2 separate regions of the Mus musculus genome follow, and region 2 is linked to region 1. A link is a contact called in public Hi-C data. All regions are on one chromosome and are shown on one strand. Each heading gives the region's core, a stretch centred on a gene start, on an enhancer-like site or on the middle of the called end of the contact. The rest is flanking DNA. Distances are from core to core; before and after follow the strand shown. Region 1 overlaps Atp10a (ATPase, class V, type 10A). Region 2 has its middle 110 kb from the start of Gm39019.

Evidence for each region. A called contact is a pair of places that touch in the nucleus more often than the background predicts.
Region 2: a Hi-C map of uterus shows a contact between it and region 1, with 3 times the contacts expected there. The contact joins two enhancer-like sites. A contact is called at or near these places in 2 of 15 datasets of contacts at CTCF or cohesin (CD8 T cells and the NIH/3T3 cell line) and 6 of 484 Hi-C or Micro-C datasets (cerebral cortex, cortical neurons, liver and 3 more).

What each region holds. Positions count from the first base shown.
Region 1 is chr7:58,748,710-58,752,176 of GRCm38.p6, reverse strand. All of the region lies in intron 2 of Atp10a (ATPase, class V, type 10A), which reads right to left. Among named protein-coding and RNA genes, the nearest start is that of Gm39019, 19 kb to the right of the region's middle. Within about 2 kb of position 1,731, at least 98 of the 459 cell types and tissues checked have an H3K27ac peak or open chromatin away from gene starts, as enhancers often do. A contact at or near this core is called in CD8 T cells, regulatory T cells and uterus, where this site is marked.
Region 2 is chr7:58,841,839-58,845,561 of GRCm38.p6, reverse strand. No RefSeq gene overlaps it. Among named protein-coding and RNA genes, the nearest start is that of Gm39019, 110 kb to the right of the region's middle. Within about 2 kb of position 1,266, at least 251 of the 459 cell types and tissues checked have an H3K27ac peak or open chromatin away from gene starts, as enhancers often do. A contact at or near this core is called in CD8 T cells, regulatory T cells and uterus, where this site is marked.

The DNA of each region.
Region 1 (3,467 bases), core at 482-2,981:
CCAGACACAGCGTGTGTGTGTGTGTATGAAATAACGCAGGTAGGAAGCAGAAGGCACATGAGGTAGACAGTCTCTGGAGCCTCAATGCTGGGCTTGCTGTGTGACTAAAAAGTGAGACCTCTCTAAACCTAGATCCTCGCTCGGAAGACAAAGAAGCAACCACACAGTGCTTCAAGCATGGACCCTTTAGAACCCAGGGAAATCTTAGGACATGACCTACCTCACAATAGTGGGTCAAAAGGTCTATTCTACTATTACTCTGTATTAGTCAGGTTTCTCTAGAGTCACAGAATTTATGGATAGTCTCTAAATAGTAAAGGAATTTATTGATGACTTACAGTTGGCAGCCCAATTCCCAACAATGGTTCAGTCGCAGCTGTGAATGGAAGTCTAGCAGATACTCAGTCTCACGCAGCAAGCAGGCGAAGGAGCAAGAGCAGGCTCATTGAGTCCTGCTACATGGACTCAATAAGCCTGCTGGGTCCTGGTGAGGATCACGTTCTGATTGCACTAGCAGTAGCTCGTGTGTACAGGTAAACAGTGGCCACCATTTCAGGGAACGTGTACCTGAACACACAGGGTCAGAGAGACTTCAGAGGCAGGACTGAGCTTGATCGGGAAGTGACTAGACCACTAATAAAACGCTGTCAGTCAAGACCCAGCCCAGGAGAGTGGAGAGAGGTCAGAACTAAACCTTTCCCAGTGCTCGTGCCACAGTTAACTGAGGACATTGGGTGGACAGTGCAATCAGAGGAAAATTGTTCCCTTTGCTTAAAACAGTGCTCATGCTTTCTGATGCAGTTATTTCACAGATGCAGTCTTAGAAATACAGGCTTATAATGCGGCAGAAAAGCAGGGGCCCAAGCCATAGATGTGCCCCACTCCTCCAGTCCAGCAGCACCCTGCCCACCTCCAACACAAGGTCAGGCTTCTAAACGGACTCTCAGCAGATCTGTGCTTGCTATTTTTTCATTAACTGTGGGAACAAAGCAAACCAAGGCCCGGCTCTTTTTGTAATGTAAAACAAACACCAACTTGGGAAACACAAGATATCTCTTCCAGTGGAAATTAGTCTTCCCTCAAGGAAATCCTATAATAAAAAGTATATTCTAGCCAGGGGTTGAAAGGTGTTCTTTCACTATTTCTACAGAAAAAAAAAAAAAAGAAAAAAAAAAAACAAAAAACTTGAGGAAAAAGATTCTTCTGTCTTGGCAACTAATAGCTTGACATTTAACACATCTCTAAAAACAAACAAACAAATAAATCCATGTAGCACAAGTTCTGAATATTGTTCCATCACAGATTCTGGCTCCTTATGATGCCCTGTCATTCCCAGATTTTAGTAATTAGCACATTAATACACAGACAGTCAGCTTTCTGGAAGAATGGAGCCATATATTACTGAGCCAAGGTTCTCTTCTACTATTGCTGATTTTTCCGGCCGGAAATTCATCAAGAAAAGGCACTTTCCACCTCTGGGAGCAGAGTGAGCTTGAATGAGCTCATGGAGATGACCAATGTGACTGACACTGCACATGGAGTAAAGTTCCCTCTGAAAATACACTGATGGTTGAATTGTGCCTCTTTCAAAGTCCTATGCAGAACTACCAAATATGACTGTATACATGGAACAAGCCTTTGAAGATGTGAGTTAAAATGGAGTGTTAGAGTAGGCCCTGACCCATTGTGACTGTCTCCTTATAAAGACAGGAGATGAGGTCACAGAGGAAAGAACCAGTGAAGACTAAAGAAATGGCTACCCACAAACTGAAGAGAGCAGCTCAGATGGAGCCAACCCTACCAAGCCCTAGCCAACCCTACCTTGACCCCTAACGTCCAGTCTCCAGGACTGAGAAAATAAATTCAGGTTTAAGTTCCAGAATGTGTAATTCTTGATTTTAGTAGTCTAAAATATGTGTGTAGGAGACCTCAGCTATGCTGCCCATAACTAGAGCTGTAAAAACCCTTAGATCTGGCAGCTGAAACACGTCAGCAGGTGTCTCTACTCCTAGCTCCTCCAGACCGAAAGTGAAAATGAGCAGAGATGACTGAGCAGTGCTGGGCCCTGCGGTCTAGAAGCTGGGATATGAGCCAAGAGTATCATTCATACCTTCATATGAGGCATCACTTTCTCTTGGCAAGACACAAGCTGCCTTTCTCCTCCATTCCGCTGGACATTTTCTGTTAAGACTTAACGGGTGAGTTTCTATGTTGCTTAGTCTATGTTGAAAGAGTTGGCAGCACTTAGGTTCCAGAGGACCAAAATGTACAATAGTCTTGAAGTCATTAGCACAAGAAAAGACTTCCTGAACAGAATTCCATTCGCATATGTACTCAGATCAACAGTTAATGTGTTAGTGAAACTAAAAAGCTACGTACACCAAAGGACACCACCATTCAAAGGTACAGGCTACACATTTTTTACCAACTCCACCTTCTACAGAGGATCAATATCCAAAATATATAAAGAACTCAAAAAAAAAAAAACCTGAACATCAAGAAAACAACCAAATTTAAAAATAGTGTATAGATCTAAACAGAAATCTCAAAAGGAGAAATTCAAATGACTGAGAAACCCTTAAAGAAATGGTTAACATCGTTGGTCATCAGGGAAGTGTAAATCAAAACACTTTTGAGATTTCATCTCACATCAGACAGAATGGCCAAGATCAATATAAGAAATAGCAAGTCATGCAGGCAGCAATGTAGAGTAAGGAGAGTATTCATCCAAACTTGTACAGCAACTAGGGAACTCAGGCTGGAGGTTCCTCTGGAAGCTGGGAAAGGGTTTACCTCAAGATCCAGCCATACTACTCTTGAGTATATACTCAAAGGAACTTTCATTCTGTTGCAAAAAACACTTGCTCAACCATGGTTTCCTTTTGGTTTTTGTTTTTTTTTTTTTTTTAACTTTTTGTTTTGTTTTGTTTTTTTGTGGCTCTCCTCATAATAGCTAGAAACTAGAAGAAAACTAGATGTCCATCAATAGATGAAAGGATAAAGAAAATGAGATACATTTACACAAGGGACTATTACACTCACTGTTTAAAAATGAAATCATGAAATTCATGGGTAAATACATGTTACTAGAAAAATCATCCTGAGTGAGCTAACCTAGACCCAGAAAGACAAATATAGTATGCATCCTCCTATATGTGGATGCTAGTTGTTAAGTCATTGATAAATTACAAACCATATAATCACTGAGGCTAGGTACAGAGTAAGGAGGTAGAGAGGAAGGCTGTATCTTCCTAGGAATAAGAATAGATAGTTAAGGATGGACTTGTAGATGGGGGAGTGAAATGGGAAGATCAAATGGGGGAAGGAGGAAAGAGAGAGCAAGAGAGGAAATACAGAGAGGGATGCTAAAACTAAGGGCCATGTGAGGGCTCATAGAGAATCCTAATATAGTAGAAGCTTCCTACTGTATATAAATATATAATGGAGATTTAAATGATATCACCAAA
Region 2 (3,723 bases), core at 17-2,516, 94 kb before region 1:
AGAACCCATATAAAGATAGGGGGAAAGAATGACTGTGTAAAATTGTCTTTAGACGTCTGCATGCATGTTAGGGCATGTGTACCCCACTCCTGATATAGCATACACACACAGAAACTAATGATAATACTAAAAGTAATTTTTAAGAGAAATATGAATCTAGGAAGGATCAACTCCAGCATTGCATCCAACCTTTAAGCACAGGCCTCATTGCTTCTTTCAAGTGACACTGAAGTTGGCTTTGCCATGTATTCTGCCAGAAGCTGCAGGGTCCTGCTCTAGCCCTGAAGAGTAGAATATCAGTCTTCACAGGCCGGACTTCAGCAGTGAGGGAGCAGGCCCTGTTAGCCTCAAGAGAGGGCAAGCAGTCTTGGGATATCTGTGGTAGTTCTGAAGCCTTTTGCTCTCCTGAGGTCTTCTAGGCTGCTCACGCGCAGAGCTGAGAGCTACCTTAGAAGCTGTAGTGGGTGCAGGGTGAAGTGGTATGGAAATGAGGACAAGGATAGAGACTGAGCAGCCTTGAAGAGATGTCAGAAAGGACATTTGGAAAAGACAAACAAAAACAGAAACAAAAAACAAAAAACCCAAACAAAAACTCAATTTGTTCCTTCTAAGTTGATAGGAAAATAGATACAGAGGCAAATTAGAATTATCCTAGAAATTTTTCTAGAAATTATTCTATAAAAATTGGCTACTCACACAAGGGAGTTGGTCTCTACAGGTTCTATCTACCCCGTCTCTGTGCATTTCCGCTAAAGTCATCCTGTTGGGTCCTGGGAGCCTCTTGTTTCCCTCATCTCCCACTGCTACATATTTTTATTCTATTTCCTGACCCTCTGTATCTCTCTCCCATCCCCTCCAGTACTTAATACTGACTCCCCCGCCCTTATTTCCTCCTTATGTAAACCATAATTTGTAGGGGGTTGAGAAAAACTCTCTAAGGTCTACATGTACTTCATTTCTGGGGCTCAGCATTTACATTTTTACACCCTGCAATGCTGAGTGAGCTACGAATGAAAAAAAAATTAAATGGTAATTAAAATAAATGTTAGCTATATGCATATGTATGTATATTCAAGAAAACCTGGGGAGTAAGAAATGGTATTCTTATTCAAAGAGATCTCTCTGGAGCCTCTGACTGGGACCTTCTTCTCTGGTGAGTTCCTAGCCCGCCCGAGGAGAGGGAGAAAAGAGAAAAGGGGAAGCACTGGAGGAGGGAGGAATGAATCAATACAGCTTCTGCCGCATACCAGCAGGAAAGCTGCAGACAGCAGCCCCACGTGACCAGCCCTCTGAGAAAATGAAGCCAAAAATAGCTCAGAGCCTCACACTTCATGGCTGGCAGAGGCACGATTTTTCATCCACCGTTGGGAGTGGTGTTCCAGGGGCTCTGAGCATAGCAACGAAAAAAAATCAAAGCAGCTCAGCAGCTTTGGCTTATTCTAATCTGTGCACTAGACAACAGCAAATGCTTGGGTGTTTTCTTAACTCCAACGCCCATCCACAAAATCTGTACTATGTTTGTGAGGATCACAAGATAGCCCTTGGGGACGTTTATCAGGGGAAGGATTTCTGGGGCAGGCTCCCAAAGATATTCTGCCTTGTGTGCAGAGAGTGCTGGAAAATACAAGATGCCCCTGGAGTAGGAGAAGACAGCTGTACCTTTAGATGTAGCCAAAAATCCAGCCCCCTTTTCAATACAGAAGAATATTATATTATAATCATAGATTTCTTTGAAAGCAACAAAGCAATGTATGTCATCTTAAGCAATAAATTATGATGGCTTGCTTCCAGGGCATGATTCCAGAAAAAAACCCAGAGGAGGGGATTTTGATAATCTTACAGATTCAAAAAAGTTAAAGGTTATATAGCATAAGAAACCTTCTTTTATAAAGCTACTTTAAAAGGCATAATGTAATAATGTATGCTTAGAAAATCCAGTCCACTAATAAGCTGGTAGACGCTGTGCACTTATTTGTTTGTTTGTTTATAAATAAATAGGTCCCATGAAATATGTATGTTTCCTGTTGTGCAATGGCACTATTTAATACACAGATGAAAACAAGTTTTGACAATCATAAAAAAAAAACACCCTTAATTAACCATGAAGAATACAGTTTCCTCTCTCTGGTGTTCTCAGAAGGATCCTTACTCACTCAGGGATAACAGGAAGACAATAAACACCTGAAAAATGAACAAGCAGGTGCCATGAGGAGGTAACTGCTATGGAGGACATAAAGCATGCACTCAAGGGTGCAAGGTCAGGCCTGGGAGCATTTCTAGGGAGGCTAGTTGAAGGGTTAAAGGCAGCTCTTCTAGAGCCTGAAAGCTGGAAGAATGTTGTTTTCTCTGAGAGAAGGCAGGGGCTAAAAATAGCAGGACTTTCCTCTATGAAGTTCAAGTCTGATGTGTTTCCCACTCTTGTGAGCCATAACACAGGACAGAGATTTATGACCACCTGGGCTCTAATGGGTTATTTTGAGCTTCCGAGTCAGGGCAGACACATTTGTTGCGGAGCTAATTTTATAGGGAGATAAATTCTCAGACCATCTGCCAGGGAAACATGCTTTGTGTCAGTTAGCCATGGAATGAGAAGGGGGAAGACCTGCAGGCTGATTTCCCAGCACATGCAGCTTTTCTACAGGCACTGGGGAGTGTTGGGGGAGAGGTAGCTCTGTGCCAGAAACTTCTCTGTGAAAAAGTATAAATAAGAGCCAAGATAGGTAGGGCTTCCTGAGTATCGGCACGGTACAGCTCCCTCTCTTGTGAAACAGCCATTGAGGTATAGTTAATGACAACCAGAAAGACAAAGCACTTCTAGCAGAAGGGTCTTCATTGTGCACCCCACATTCTCCTTACCTCTGAACAGCTCTGGTAACTCCTCACATCTTAGTTTGTGCAATGAGAACTCAGAACAAGGAATTGGGCTCAGCAGCTGGACGATACCTTCAGCCTCCTAAGTAAAGGTGATCATGACTCCACAGTGGACAGAGATGTGAGGCCGCAATCCTGTTTTGAAGTGCTTGCTATGCTTTCTGTGACTATTTCCAGTGAAGAGTTTATATAACATTCCCAGCAGGCTTTGATAAGGCTGCCATAGTCAGCAATCTCACAAGTAGTAAAACACTAAGATGTCCTTTCTTTGTGTTTGAATAATATGTGGATATTAGTGCTTCTCTTTGGTGTGAAGTACATTTTTCACTGGGATTCTTTACTCTTTTTCAGGCACCAGGCTAGGATGCCTTTCTACTTCATGAGATTTAGCAGTCCTAAAGTTATCTATACAGGAAGTTGCTGATGGAGATGGGCCTGACCATTTTCATTATCTTTTGCTTCAAGATTTTGCAGGAAAAAGAAGAAGTTGCCTGTTTCCTGGACAATCATTCCCCTTAGGCTTATGAAAAGAGGGTAGTGATGAGTATTGATAACCATTCTCTGGCCTGAGACACTCTGTCAAAGCTGTCAACGTAGTGTGCCTGGCCATGAGGCATCTAGTATCATGATATGCTAGATGTGCTGGGGAAGAGAAGGCTCACATTATGTTTCCTCTGGGTTTCTGGATAACAAGTCAAACCTGTCCTGTGCTCCAGGGCCTTATATTCTAAGTTGGGGGCAAGAATGACAAATCTTCCATAGTAGTAGCCACTATGGCCACCTACAACCCAGAAGATAGGAATACTAATTATTCATCCAGACCTCAAGCTTGTGTTTACATTTTGACCCAGT